2 separate regions of the Danio rerio genome follow, and region 1 is linked to region 2. A link is a contact called in public Hi-C data. All regions are on one chromosome and are shown on one strand. The core of a region is the stretch at or near the end of the contact, and the rest is flanking DNA. Distances in the headings are between cores, read along the strand shown.

What was found. Hi-C and Micro-C count contacts between places; a contact is called where the count stands out from the background.
Region 1: a contact with region 2 is called in a Hi-C map of hematopoietic stem cells, with 2.6 times the contacts expected there. The contact joins the enhancer-like site here to the promoter of LOC141378541 in region 2. A contact is called at or near these places in 6 of 18 Hi-C or Micro-C datasets (caudal fin, embryo, hematopoietic stem cells and 1 more) and 1 of 4 datasets of contacts at active chromatin or transcription factors (caudal fin).

Annotation. Positions count from the first base shown.
Region 1 is chr17:19,102,899-19,109,609 of GRCz12tu, reverse strand. All of the region lies in intron 9 of sptlc2a (serine palmitoyltransferase, long chain base subunit 2a), which reads right to left. Among named protein-coding and RNA genes, the nearest start is that of ism2a, 25 kb to the left of the region's middle. Within about 2 kb of position 1,294, at least 10 of the 62 cell types and tissues checked have an H3K27ac peak or open chromatin away from gene starts, as enhancers often do.
Region 2 is chr17:19,198,829-19,205,754 of GRCz12tu, reverse strand. LOC141378541 reads left to right here and starts at 3,794. Exons shown (of 3, transcript XM_073928371.1): 1 at 3,794-4,845; 2 at 5,922-6,062; 3 at 6,199-6,926. The coding sequence starts at 4,539. It also overlaps a transcript of ccdc85ca not described here.

The DNA.
Region 1 (6,711 bases), core at 45-2,544, 94 kb after region 2:
AAAGCAAACCCTAAAACACCAGGGGCCTCATGTACAAAATTGTGTTGAATTCATACTAAAACATTGCATACAGACAAATCTGTAAATGTGCGTACGCAGTAAAAAATTCAGATGTATGAAACACTGCGTACGTGGAATCCCACGCATATTCTCTTTGTACATCTGAATTAACTTAAAACTGAGTGCATATGCACGAGTGCAAAACCCCTCCCAGCCTCCTCCCCATATGAAAATGGTAATGACTCCACTTTGGCAAAACCAAACGAAAAAGTAATGGCAAAAACAAGCCATAAGAGAAACTTCACAGAATGCGGATTGGCAGTGCTCATATCGGAGGTAGACCGGAGAGAAACTGTTTTTTTTTTTTTTTGGCAAATTTGTCTTCTGGAATTAATAACAAAAGAAAAAATAGAGTGGGAGAGTTTAGCTGAAGCGATTAATGCAGTGGGGTCTGAACATTGCACTGTGAACGAATTAAAAAAAAGAAATGGTCCGATGTAAAGGTGTAGGTTAAGAGGAGAACAGCGGCGCACCGTCAAAGTGTGTACAGAACATGCAGGGGAACAGGGGATGCTTAACTAACATCCTTTGAAAAGAGAGTTGCCTTAATTGTGGGCAACACTTTACTGAGTCAATGGAAAAAAAACAAGCACAACAAATACACATACACCAGACATGAAGTTGGTGTGGACCAACGCACATTCTCACGTTAATTTCATCGTTAGTAAATCCAAACGGGAGCGTGAAATCTGGCGTACTCAAAGTTTCTGTGCGTATGCAGCGTTGATACATGAGGCACCGGTGTAAATGGGAATGTGTCTCCATCGTCTAATCAAACCAAAGCTCATCTTAACACTTAATAATGTCATTGAAATCTTTCTCCCAAACAATACAAATTTACTTAATTCCAATTCTGATCCTTAACTCTGTTTTTCGAAGATGCCTTTTTTGAAACCACAAAACTTTTAAGCGACAACATTGACAGACTTTCTATTTGCATAAGACACACAGAGTTTAAAAATCAATAAAGAAATTAATTATTTATTCTTTTCATTACCAGACTGCAGCTCTAGTTGTCAATGAATGCCAGGTCTGTTAGTCTAAAACACTTGCACGACAATAGAAGCGTCAAAAGAAACAGAAGCTCATCATACCATCTGGAATAACAATCCATTAGCAAGCTCTAAAGGGGGCTGTGGGTAAACACATTCTTACACCTAAAACATGTGTACCTGCCCTCTCTCACAGAGCAAGTCAACACTTGGAGACAGAGACGAATGTCCTGTGTTTGTCAAGTCCGCCTGTGTGTACAGAGAAGAGGTCAGGCTAAACAATGAGATCAGGAATGCCCATCACCACCACATACACACACAGCAGATAACAATGCCAACTTGCCTAAAACTGTGATTTACAAGGCAAAATCCTTCGCATTCCCTCATATCTTCAGCTCGCGTCCTCTTGAGAATCAACGAGGCCAGGAATATTTCTTATCTGCTTGTTTGTATGGGGACGCCAGAAGTTTTGGATGACTTGAAAGCCAGATCTGATTGAAAGAGAACTTTATTTCCCCTCAGGCCAGGGACACGTCGGACTGTGAAACCACTAGACTGTGAAAGCATCTGCATCAGAAACAATAAATGAATTGAAATTGTACGCCAGATCGGGGTAAACCTCACTGACTTTGAGTTTTTAACAGGCTTGTTTTCCAGAAAAAATATATAAACGGTTGCATAAGATAAAATGACTTGAGAAACAATAAGATATAGAAAAATTCCACTGACAGATTCTTTTTCGTCTTAGTTTTCAATTAATTAAACAGGAGTGAAGTTGCATTTAGATCAAATTTAATTAGATTTTAAAAATTATACAAATTCTTTTTCCACATTCTCTGTCTGTTTTGTATGCGGTGTTGCTTCCTAAAGAGATTCATCCAAAATAAATTCAATCTAAAATAAAAATGTACTCACTATTTACTCTCTTTCAGGTAGTTTTAAATCTTTGAGTTTCTTTCTTTTGTCGAACACAAAAGAAGATCATTTGAAGAATGCTGAAAACCTGTAGTCATTGTCTTCCATACAAGGAAAAACAATTAGGTTTCCAACATTCTTCAAAATATCTTCTTTTTGTGTTTAATAGAAGAACCAGATCAATGTTTGAACAAGTAATATTTCAGCAGGTTTTACAAAGTCAAATTTAAACGTTTTAATGATCATTATGAACGAAATTTCAGACTTGTACAGGACTTTCTTTTCTTATGGCCAGCAAAAGATTTTTGCTTCATGAAAACAAACAAAAAATGAATTAGTCATTTCTTAGCTACATATTTTTTTTAAAAAGCATCAAAACAAGTAAACCCTAAATGTGTGCATGCATGTTATTTTAACATAACTTTCCTTACAAAAAAAAAAAAAAAACTCTTTAAAAACTATTATTATCTAAACAGTCTGTCCAGGCCAGTGCCTGCTCTAGAAATACACATAGAATGTTAAAACAAACTTGTTGCAAGGATGATAATCAAACCACATTGGTAAATAGAGTAATAAATAAATGGATTGCTGGTAGTTTGATAGGTGTTGGCTCGACTGAGTAACTTTGTATGGTTGTAGGAAAATTAAGACCTGTTTAAAATGATTTAAGATCTACAGTACAACATTTCATTGATTTGAACCCTCTATTGCACACATTATGATAGATCTATATAAAATAATGGACTTTTTCTTTTCTTAGAATGGCTTGACTTGAAGTGTTGAAAAAAAAACTGGGGGAATTCTCTTTTTTAAGGTATTATATGATATGTTGCCATGTGACAAGATTCAACAGTAGATCTAACTTAGACATTTTAAATTTAGAACTTTACTTATTTTTTTTGTTTGTTTGTTTTGTTTGAAATGATTTAATTTAATCTAACTGGTGTTGCAGTATTATAAGCTTTAACACAGAACTTGACACCTTATACATACTTTCCAACAACTGTTATTCCAACAGCTTTCATTTATCCCATTCTTTTTTTGCTGAATATTATTGAAAACAAACATAATATTGTATGATCATGTATACAACATATAGTATTACCTTTATTAAATATTATAACAAATAAATAACAAGTCTAGTATATCCAAATGCATCAGAATAATGTAGCTACTAGCTAACAATGTTTATATATTATACTATATACACTATACTACGCCTGTCTAATCTGCCCCTGAGCTAACTTTCCTGAAATGTGACCATCCTTGCTCTTATCAAAAGTCCAATCTGCATAATTCTCATTGTCACTAAAACCCATCTCATCTTCACATTCATCCCTTTTATCACCTTTTCTTCCTTCACTTAGCATAGAACATGATGGTCCTCTGTAATACACTGTTCTCTGTATGTATTAAAAAGTTAATTTGATCCATAATTCAAATGCCATTAACATATGACTCAAAATTATATTACTAGCATCCATGTTGTTATTGTTACAAGTTAAAAGATCACAGCTGACCTTGCTAGCTAGCTAACTCATTGCAATATTGCACATTCCACTACTGCAGTGTTGCCATTTGGCAACACATACATTTGATCGATTTACAAACAACTAATTTGATAAAATCTTTTTCGAGTTGTGAATATGTCATTATAACTTACTGAAGGTGATGTCTCGGTGAATATTTATGGTGACTATTTTGTGGATCTGACATGAGTTGATTCTTTTTTTTTTATTTGCTTTCAGCAACTACTCACAATAAACACCAGTCTGTCAGAAATCGTGCCACAGAAATAAACTGCACATCATCTGACTTAACCAAAGCACATCATTGGCTAAACTATGGTCTTCTCTTTCCAACAAAAAAATAGAACGTTTGTCCTAAAGAAACAGTGGCAAGGAAATAACATGCATTTCATGTTGCCATAACACCATGCGGTAGAGGGTTAAGACTTTAAGATACCCTGTTGGAACAAGTAAAGTTTGAATAAATAATGACAATTTTAATTTGTGGATGAACTAACCCTTTGAATAAGCTCATATGTTTTAAAAGGCATATTAGATGTTTGAAAGTGATTGTTGACCCAATTTACAAGTATCCCAACCTTTGAATTTTTTTGTCTGTTGAACACGTAGAAGATATTTTGAAGAAAGTTGGGAACCAGCAATTCTTTGACATTTATAACATGAACAAAAAATATTATGGAAGTCAATGGCTACTGAATTCTAACATTCTTCAAAATATGTTCTCTGGTGTTGAGCAGAAGAAATAAACTCAATCGGGTTTGAAACAAGATTAGGTTGAGCAAATTATTATATAATTTTAATTTTGGGTGAATATCCTTTTAAAAGGGCTACATGGAAGAATTTACTATTTTTTGTATTTGTTTTGAAAGTTTTTACCACACTAACTAAACCGACCTAAAAACATTAAAACATAAAAAGTATGACGTCCAAAACCAACTTGGATGAAAAAAGCTCAGTGTGTGCACATCCTAAGAAAACTAACTTGGCACATGATTTAAGTACGTGTTAAATTGCCTTTAGGAATTATTGTAACAATTTAATATTGCATAAGCTAGAAAAAAGCGATTGAGATCTTTGTTTCAACACAACCAAAATTAATCACAAGTTATTAAAGCATATAAATTGTGAGCCTGGCAGTAAATGAGAGCTGGAGGCAATTTGTTACACACCGAAGTCATTTGTTAGATCAATACCGTACTGTAGGCTAACATGACCATCGCTGACTTATGGGTAAAACAGCAGAACAAGAGTGGCTGCATGAAAACTGGGAATGAAAGGGCCAAAGAAAGAAGGACAGAAAAGGTTTTTGCTCCCTTGAGGAAACACAGGATGTCTCCTAGTTGACCTTTGCTTGATTGGTTTTCTTTGTGCATCAAAACCCCCAACAAACTCAGACAAACACTCGGATTGTTCGGCTCCACCTTTGTTCTCACTCTTAGATGCTCCAATATCAGTTAATCTACAATAAATGTCATCGGTTAATCCGTAACCTGTAATTAGGGTAAGTGCTTAAAAGCCCTTGCAGTCAAATACTGTTGCAAAGCAATTCCTTGTAGTTTTGGACAGATCTTGAATTTTGGGTGTAATGTAAATTTTGTTAAATAATATATATATATATGCATTTTTAACATATATCTATCTATACGTCCACATAAAATAATCAAAGAGTCAAAGAATCAATAATGTCATATATTTGCAAATATTTTAACTGGCCTTAAAAAAGAAAGAATAAACGAAGAGTTCAGATGCAACAACCTCTAAGTGCCGTCAGACGTTTCCATAAAAAAAAAAAGAAACATTTTCTCAGCCTCTTTTATTTATGTTGAGATATTTCACTTTGAAGGCCAGGAAAAATACTTATTTTTTTGCAATTAAAGGGATGTTACTGAACATTTTCACAGGAGCCTGATAAAAATGCTCATATTAGAGGACAATTTCAGACACGATTTAGAAGTTTTTGCATCTGAACTCTTTAAATTAAGGAATGATACTTGAAGAAACTAACCCAGGAGCTGAAAATACTTGTAGCAAACGTATGTGTGTGTTGTTTCAAGAAAGCAACCATTCATTTGTGTTGTGTATTATTTTCATTTGTGTATATATTTGTTTATTTGTTGTGTATATCATTGTGTATATATTTGTAACTTAACTGTTTTTTTAATCATATAATCATTAGTCATTTCAGTTAATGAGCAAAAAGAGAAACTTTAAACAGAATGTGAATTGGAGGTGCTCCTATTGGAGGTAGACCAGAGAAAAACTGTGTTATTTGCCCGTTTGATCGACAGAGACAACAAAGCTAAAGAGAGTGGACATCATCAGTGCAAGTGGCGTAGCTCGTAAAGGGCATGACAACATGTTTTGACACTAGGGTTGTAACAATATACCGGTATGATGGTCTACCACGATTTGAACGTGCACGATTATCATACCATGAACAATTGCATATCAACGGTTTTAACCCTTAAAGACCGAGACAGCCGCCCGCGGCTAAAAATAAGTATTGCTCTTAAATGTTTAATAACTTTTGATCCGCTGATCCGATTCATACAATTCAAAGATTGGCATAAAGAAAAGAATCTCAGCTTTCCAGTGCTGTATCACATAACATTCGCGGCTCCGGAGGCTCCGGAATCAGTGCGGTTACGTCATCAAAATTTGACAACGCTGATTTGACAAAGAAACGCTCGTCACTGTGTCTCCTGACAAACCAGACACGATACATTGATGCATAGTCCCTCCTCCATGCCCAGATTGGTTCAAACTCGCTATATCACAACCAATAAGCATAGGTTTCGCTTTTGTTTGTGGACCAACAATGAGCTTTTTGAACAACACTGAATGAGAGATAGGCATACATTTATGTGCAGCTAAATAAAACGCAAAAAAATAGTTTTGCATGAAATAATTCTCATACTAAGTACTTTTGAATGCACAGCAGCACAGAAACATGACAAAACAGTGACACAGCAAAGACGAACTGCTGCTCTTGCCGTTTTCAAAAGACGCAAATGAAGGTGCAGCTGTTTGTCTGCATTGCAGACAACCATATCCAAATCCATATCCACAGACAACCATATCCATGCTGGCACATAAAACCTGAGGATGTTCCATATTGATTCTAGTTTTGTTATGTAACTATTTATAGTATAGTAAATATTTATATCTATTTTTTTTACTGAGGATTTGCACCATGTTTATTTGGACTTTATTTG
Region 2 (6,926 bases), core at 2,545-5,044:
GTATTGCACTATGACCATTAGCTATCTACTGATAAATTATGCTACACTTCAAAAGTACAACACAAATAGGGCATAAAAAGCATAGGCTATATATGTACATACACTATATCATTCCCTATATAATTATAAGATTACACAAAAAGGTGTGCAATAAAATATAAGGTTCTGTTTTGCTAACATAAATTCACACGAGCCTTTTATTTTTAATTTCAAAGTAATTAATTGTGTAGTTATAGTGACACCTACTGGCTGAAAAAGTAAATTGATTGTGAAAATAAATTTGAGTAGCTACTGTTATCATCTGCTGCCAATAGATGTCAGTGTTGCACTGCAATAATTATTACCGAGAAAGATTTGCTTGAAAGGTTTTAACTAACGGCAGTAAACATCCTTTATTGTGAATTTATCACGTATTTATTTGATATTCATTATATGACTGCAAAATTATTTTTATATTTCTACCTCTCCTGGCACACATTTTTATATTCATATTTATTTTATTGTAGGTATTTTCCTTTCCCTTTTTTATTTTTGATTATGAAAAGTTTATATTGTTTCATCTTTGAAAATTTAACTAATGAACATGGTTAATGTTCCTTGGGGTAAGAAGAAGACACATTTAAGTGACATTGGTAGAGAAAAACCTTGAACTTATTTTATTCTGAATGTCTATTTATTTTTAATTAATACATCATTGCAAGAATAAATTATTAAAAAAAAGCATTTTAATTTGGTTCATATACTTCAAACTGGGAAATAATCAAGAGATCACAACGGTCTGTTTCATTAGATTTGTTTAGTGTGGGTTGAAGCAAAGTTAATATTTGTTTTTATTCTATAAAAATCTAAAAGCAGGTTTTACTCATGTTTTACTTTATTTGCCTTCAAAAATGACAGTTGTTCAGAATAATACATGTTTGCATTGTTTATGACAGAAAAATATTCCACCAAATATAGACTTCTCCTCTACACATTTTAAATTTGGAGGAAATATCATCAGTAGTTTACAGAATAAAATAAAGATGATGTTTTAACATAAATTGTAAATCCAATCTGTGTGTATGTATATATATATATATATATATATATATATATATATATATATATATATATATATATATATATATATATATATATATATATATACACACACACACACACACACTCACCGGCCACTTTATTAGGTACACCTGTCCAACTGTTTGTTGACGTAAATTTCTAGTCAACAAATTACATAGCAGCAACTCAACGCATTTAGGCATGTAGACACAATCAAGATGATCTGCTGCAGTTCAAACCAAGCATCAGAATGGGGAAGAAAGGTGAGTTAAGTGACTTTGAATGTGGCATGGTTGTTGGTGCCAGACGAGCTGGTCTGAGTATTTCAGAAACTGCTTATCTACTGGGATTTTCACACACAACCATCTCTAGGCTTTACAGAGAACAGCCAGTCCTGTCAGAAAAGAACAAGGAAATTGAGGCTGCAATTCGCACAAGCTCACCAAAAATTGAACAACAGAAGATTGGAAAAAAATTGCCTGGTTTGATGAGTCTCGATTTCTGCTGCCACATTCGCATGGAAGGGTCAGAATTTGGTGTAAACAACATGAAAGCATGGGTCCATCCTGCCTTCTATCAACGGTTCAGGCTGCTGCTGCTGGTGTAATGGTGTGGGGGATATTTTCTTGGCACACTTTGGGCCCCTTAGTAGCAATTGAGCATCATGTCAACGCGACAGCCTACCTGAGTATTGTTGTTGACCATGACCATCTCAATCTGACCACAGTGTACCTATCTTCTGATGGGTACTTGCAGCAAGATAACGCTCCATGCCATAAAGCACAAATCATCTCAGACTGGTTTCTTGAACAATGACTTCACTGTACTCAAATGGCCTCCACCGTCACCTGAACTCCAATAGATCACCATTTGGAATGTGGTGGAACGGAAGATTCACATCATGGATGTGCAGCCGTCAAATATGCAGCAACTGCATCATGCTATCATGTCAATATGGACCAAAATCTCTGAGGAATATTTCCAGTACCTTGTTGAATCTATGCCACAAAGGATTAAGGCAAATCTGAAGGCAAAAGGGCGTCCAACCCGGTACTCGTAAGGTGTACCTAATAAAGTGGCCGGTCAGTGTATATAGTTGAAGATAAAATTATTAGTGCTCCTGTAAAATTTTAATTATATAAAAAATATTTTCAAGTGCTGTTTAGTGGAGAGAAGATTTTTCATCTCATTTAAATTATAATAGTTTTAACAACAAATTTATTTTGCCATGATGCCATAAACCCTTCAAGTTGCAATCCATCTCTGGGAAACACCCATACACTCTCATTCACACCCATACACTACGGACAATTTAGCTTACCCAATTCACCTGTACTGCATGTCTTTGGACTGTGGGGGAAACCGGAGCACCTGGAGGAAATCCACGGGAACGCGGGAGAACATGCAAACTCCACACAGAAACGCCAACTGACCCAGCCAAGGCTCAAACCAGCGAACTTCTTGCAGTGAGGCGACAGCACTACCTGTGCCACAATGTTGCCAGTATATACATAGGAATCTGCCACTGATGTTCATAGAATTACTAAAAATAATCCGCCAACCATCTCTCCTCTTTGCAAGAGAATTAAAAGCGTGCATTTAAAAAAATCCTGTCATTAAATCTTAAAATGTTATTTATTTTCTTCATGAATCACAGTGGATCAAAGCGTCAGCAACTAAAGCGGAAAACCTCATGACTGAAAACTGAGCTTCCTTCTGTGTGGAATAGATTTTTCCAGATGAAGACACGATGATTTTTACATATTATGCGAAATCAGCAAACCTTGAAAGGTTTGACAATTACTGTAGGCCTGTAAGGTCGTTTCGAAACATTTCAAACAAGAACAAGCGTGTCACCTCAACGTGAACCCATTTCATATCACACATCAGTCACTCGCTTTTCCTGCTAATTATGCTCAATTAATGGGACACTAGTGAGTGCTCTCCTCTAGCAAGCTTTAAGTGGATCGCTGAACCTGAACAAATCCCATTTCCTGTCACGTTTCCCTCTCGTCTTATCAAGTGGCCCTCAGACCCGAATCCTGGCCTTCTGGAAGCGCTGGAGCGTTTCTGACTCTAATGTGTCAATGCTCATCACTGTGGACACATCATCACTCCAGAACATTCAGTGCATGTTGTTTTTGTTAGTGGTCTCCAATAGTTTTTGGACACTTACTACACCTTTACCTCTAATAATAGTTGTTATTGTTATTATTATTATCATCTATTTGATGTTATCATCATAATGGGCATTATTATATTATATTATATTATATTATATTATATTATATTATATTATATTATATTATATTATATTATATTATATTATATTATATTATATTATATTATTCATTCTTTCATTTTCCTTCCGGCTTAGTCTCTTTATTTATCTGGGGTTGCCACAGCTGAATGAACCGCCAACTTATTAAGCATATGTTTTAGATAGCGGCCTTTCAGCTACAACCCAGTACTGGGAAACATCCATACACACTCATTTACACACATACACCATGACCAATTTAGTTTATCAAATTCACCTATAATATATTATAATATAATATATTATAATATAATATAGTATAATATAATATAATATAATATAATATAATTAATATAATATAATATAATATAATATAATATAAGATAATGGCTATACTTTTATAAATTAAGCTGAACTGTTTTGATTCACGTTTTGAATTGCCTAAAAGTTGTCTGTATTATGTACACACTTTGTACACACTTGCTCTGCACCTTACAGCTTGATTCTGAATTATATTAATTCAAAACTCTATTATATTAGTATAATAATAATATTATTGTAAATCTTGATTTTTATAAAAATATATATCATCTGTTCAAAGATAATCCCTTACCTTTTATTTTTGTTTTTCTGAGCATTGTTGTTGCACTCCAAACGTGACTTTGTGGTTTAGTGTTGGAAAACACAAATGACTATAGTATTTTTTTCTTATGGGAATGGCATGCATATTTGCAGTATGTTTTGCTGGATTGATCACATTAAAGAAAAATATTTTAAATTCATTTATTATAAATTATTTCAGTCAATATATGTCCGTTTTGCAGTTTGAGTTTCACAAAAAAAACCTCATGTTTCATTTGTTGTGCTTCTTTGTCTACAGTTATATCAATTGCTAATTAATTAATCAATTGCTTTTGTGCCTTGAATCAATTTATTTAGTGAATTTTATTAGTTTTCATGTCATTTGCACATTTCCCCAGTCATTTGACTTTAAAAGAAAACATTTTAGTGTATGCCTCGTTACCATAGTGATGATAGAACATGTTCTATAAGAATGGAATGTTGCAAAGTGTACAAGAATTCTGGCATCCTAAAGAAACTCTTGTTGGTTTGTTGAAGTGACAGTGAACGGGTTGTGTCTTTTGGCTTTGCAGTGTTTTTGAATACTTTTGTTTTCCAGTGTTTTATCGCTGTCTTAGCTATAAAACATCTCTGTTCAATGAGTGATTCACGGTGCAAGACCGAAATCCTCACAGTATTCCAGCTGTCCAGCGAGTGCAAACCCCGAACATCTGAGTGGTTCAAGGTGAAAACCCGAAACCTTCTACCAATTGATTTAATGGCCGACCAGTGTGATAGAGATACTACATCTTCAACACTGGGTCTCAAACCTGCAACAACGGTTGCTGAAATGGAGGAAGACGGAGTGAGAGTAGAACTTGAGAAGATCTCCTTCCCTGAAGCCTGCGAGAACTCCCAGAGCCAGAAAAAAGTGCAGCTTGAAACACCTATAAACAGCACTAGTAGTGAGTCATATTTACATTGTGATATAAATATTTAGGGTTTTCCCAACATAACTTACTATTAAAAAATAATGTTGGCAGAGGGTAAATATTTAAATGTGTAAATGTTTGTACAGTATAATAGACAGCTGGTTGAATTGCTGTTTTCCTGAAGAGGCTATAGCAGGATGCAAATGTGATAATTATTTGTTTATAATAACTACTGGCATTATTAGTTCTTATTTATGATATTGGCCAAATCAAGTGTTTAGAAATGACACTATTTAGCCTACAGAGGACAAATCTCGACAACAGGCAACCGTTAATAAGCAATAATAACATTTTTAATGACTTTTATCAAAGTGATTTTAAAACTTATTTTAAGCGATCTGAGGGCAAAACAAGGTCTCCAAAAGCTAGAAATAGATTTCCTTTGATCCACACATGTACACATAAAAATGTAAACCGTCTATATAATCACTTTTTAGTAAGACATTTCCTACTCTATTTGTTTTTTTAACATGCGTTTAGATATCCAAGTAAAATAAACCTAATTCATACATTTAATCTGGAGATTTCTATTATACATGTCCTGCCATTATCAGCACGCAATGAATATTGTGAACACAGGTTGTGTTCTTTAATACCTGGGAAACAAAGGACGCATTTGGAGGATGCTTTTGAATGAGCCTTTGAATTTGTTTGCAATGAGACTGTCTTCTTCACAACACGATGACACAGCACACTTTGAATGCAGCCTCTGAAATGAGACACAGCTATTATTTCATCAGTGGGCTAATCACTGTGGTACATGGTTAACACAGCAGAAACAGCTGAATTAGTGAAAATTAAATATTACTATATTTACTAATAATATATTAAATGGTGAATATTCACATTAATATTACTGGGCTATTTCTGCATTAAAGTGCATCCTAATAAAACAATCCTGTAAATTAATGTCATTTCACATTTTCAACTTTTCTGATACAATTTTACTCTCCAATCCCTTAGTAAAACTAAGCTTTTATTAGTCTTGCATTTTGGTGAATGTTCATAATAGATATATATGAGATGTGCAATCTTTTCTCTTATAACAGATGGGGAGAAGGTGAAGAAGCAGAAAAAGAAGAAGAAAAAGAGCAGGATTGCCTCTTTCTTCAGAGCTGTCGGCAGGATTTTTTGTTTCACTGCAAGGAAAGAGCAGCTCAGTACTCTCAGCTCAGAACTCTGCTCTAATGGTAAATGATTGTTTTTGCATCTATATCCTTTTAAGACTATAATATTATATACAAACTGTATTTTTTCTTCCACTTATCTGGAGTTTAATGTCTCCTTGAAAATGACTGTACAATGTGTACATTTCTCTTTCAACAGATGATGAGAACGACATCTCTGAGCAGAAGATAATGGTGAAAGAGGAGGAGGAGGAGATGGTGGAGGAGGAACAGATAAAAAAGAAGGAGGAGGTGATAGAAGAGGTGGAGGAGATGATGGAAGAGGTGGAGGTAATAGAGAGGGAAGAGGAAATGACTAAAGAGGAGAGGATGGAAAGGAAGGAGAATATGAAGAAAGAGGAGGAGATAAAGGAGGAGAACAAAAACAGACATGGGAAACAGATCAGAAGCATGTTGACGGAGGAAGAAAAGATAAAGGATAAGACTGATGATGGGTGGACAATGGTGGACGATGAGCAGCGGGAGGAGATCGAGTGGACTACGTGGAAGTCGAAATCCATCGCTACTGTTCCCCACATCCCTGAACTGGGCAAAAGCACATACGTGGTCTTAAAAATAAGCAAGTTAAAAAAGTTGCAAAACAAACAAAAGGAGGAGGAGAAGAGACTCAAGGAAAAGATCAGTAGACAGATAACAGTGGCAAAGTTTATAAGTCTGAAAATTAAGGAGGAGAATGAAAAGATGAGGCTGGAAGAGGAGGAGGAGAGCCAAAAGAAAACAGTAAACAGAAGGGTATTCAGCACAAAGACTTTAATAGTGAAAATGGAGGAGGAGGTGAAGATGGAGGAAAAGAAAGTAAAGGATGATGAAAAGGAGGAGGAGGATAACATAGAGACGGTAAAGAAGAGGAGGAGGAGGAGACGGAGA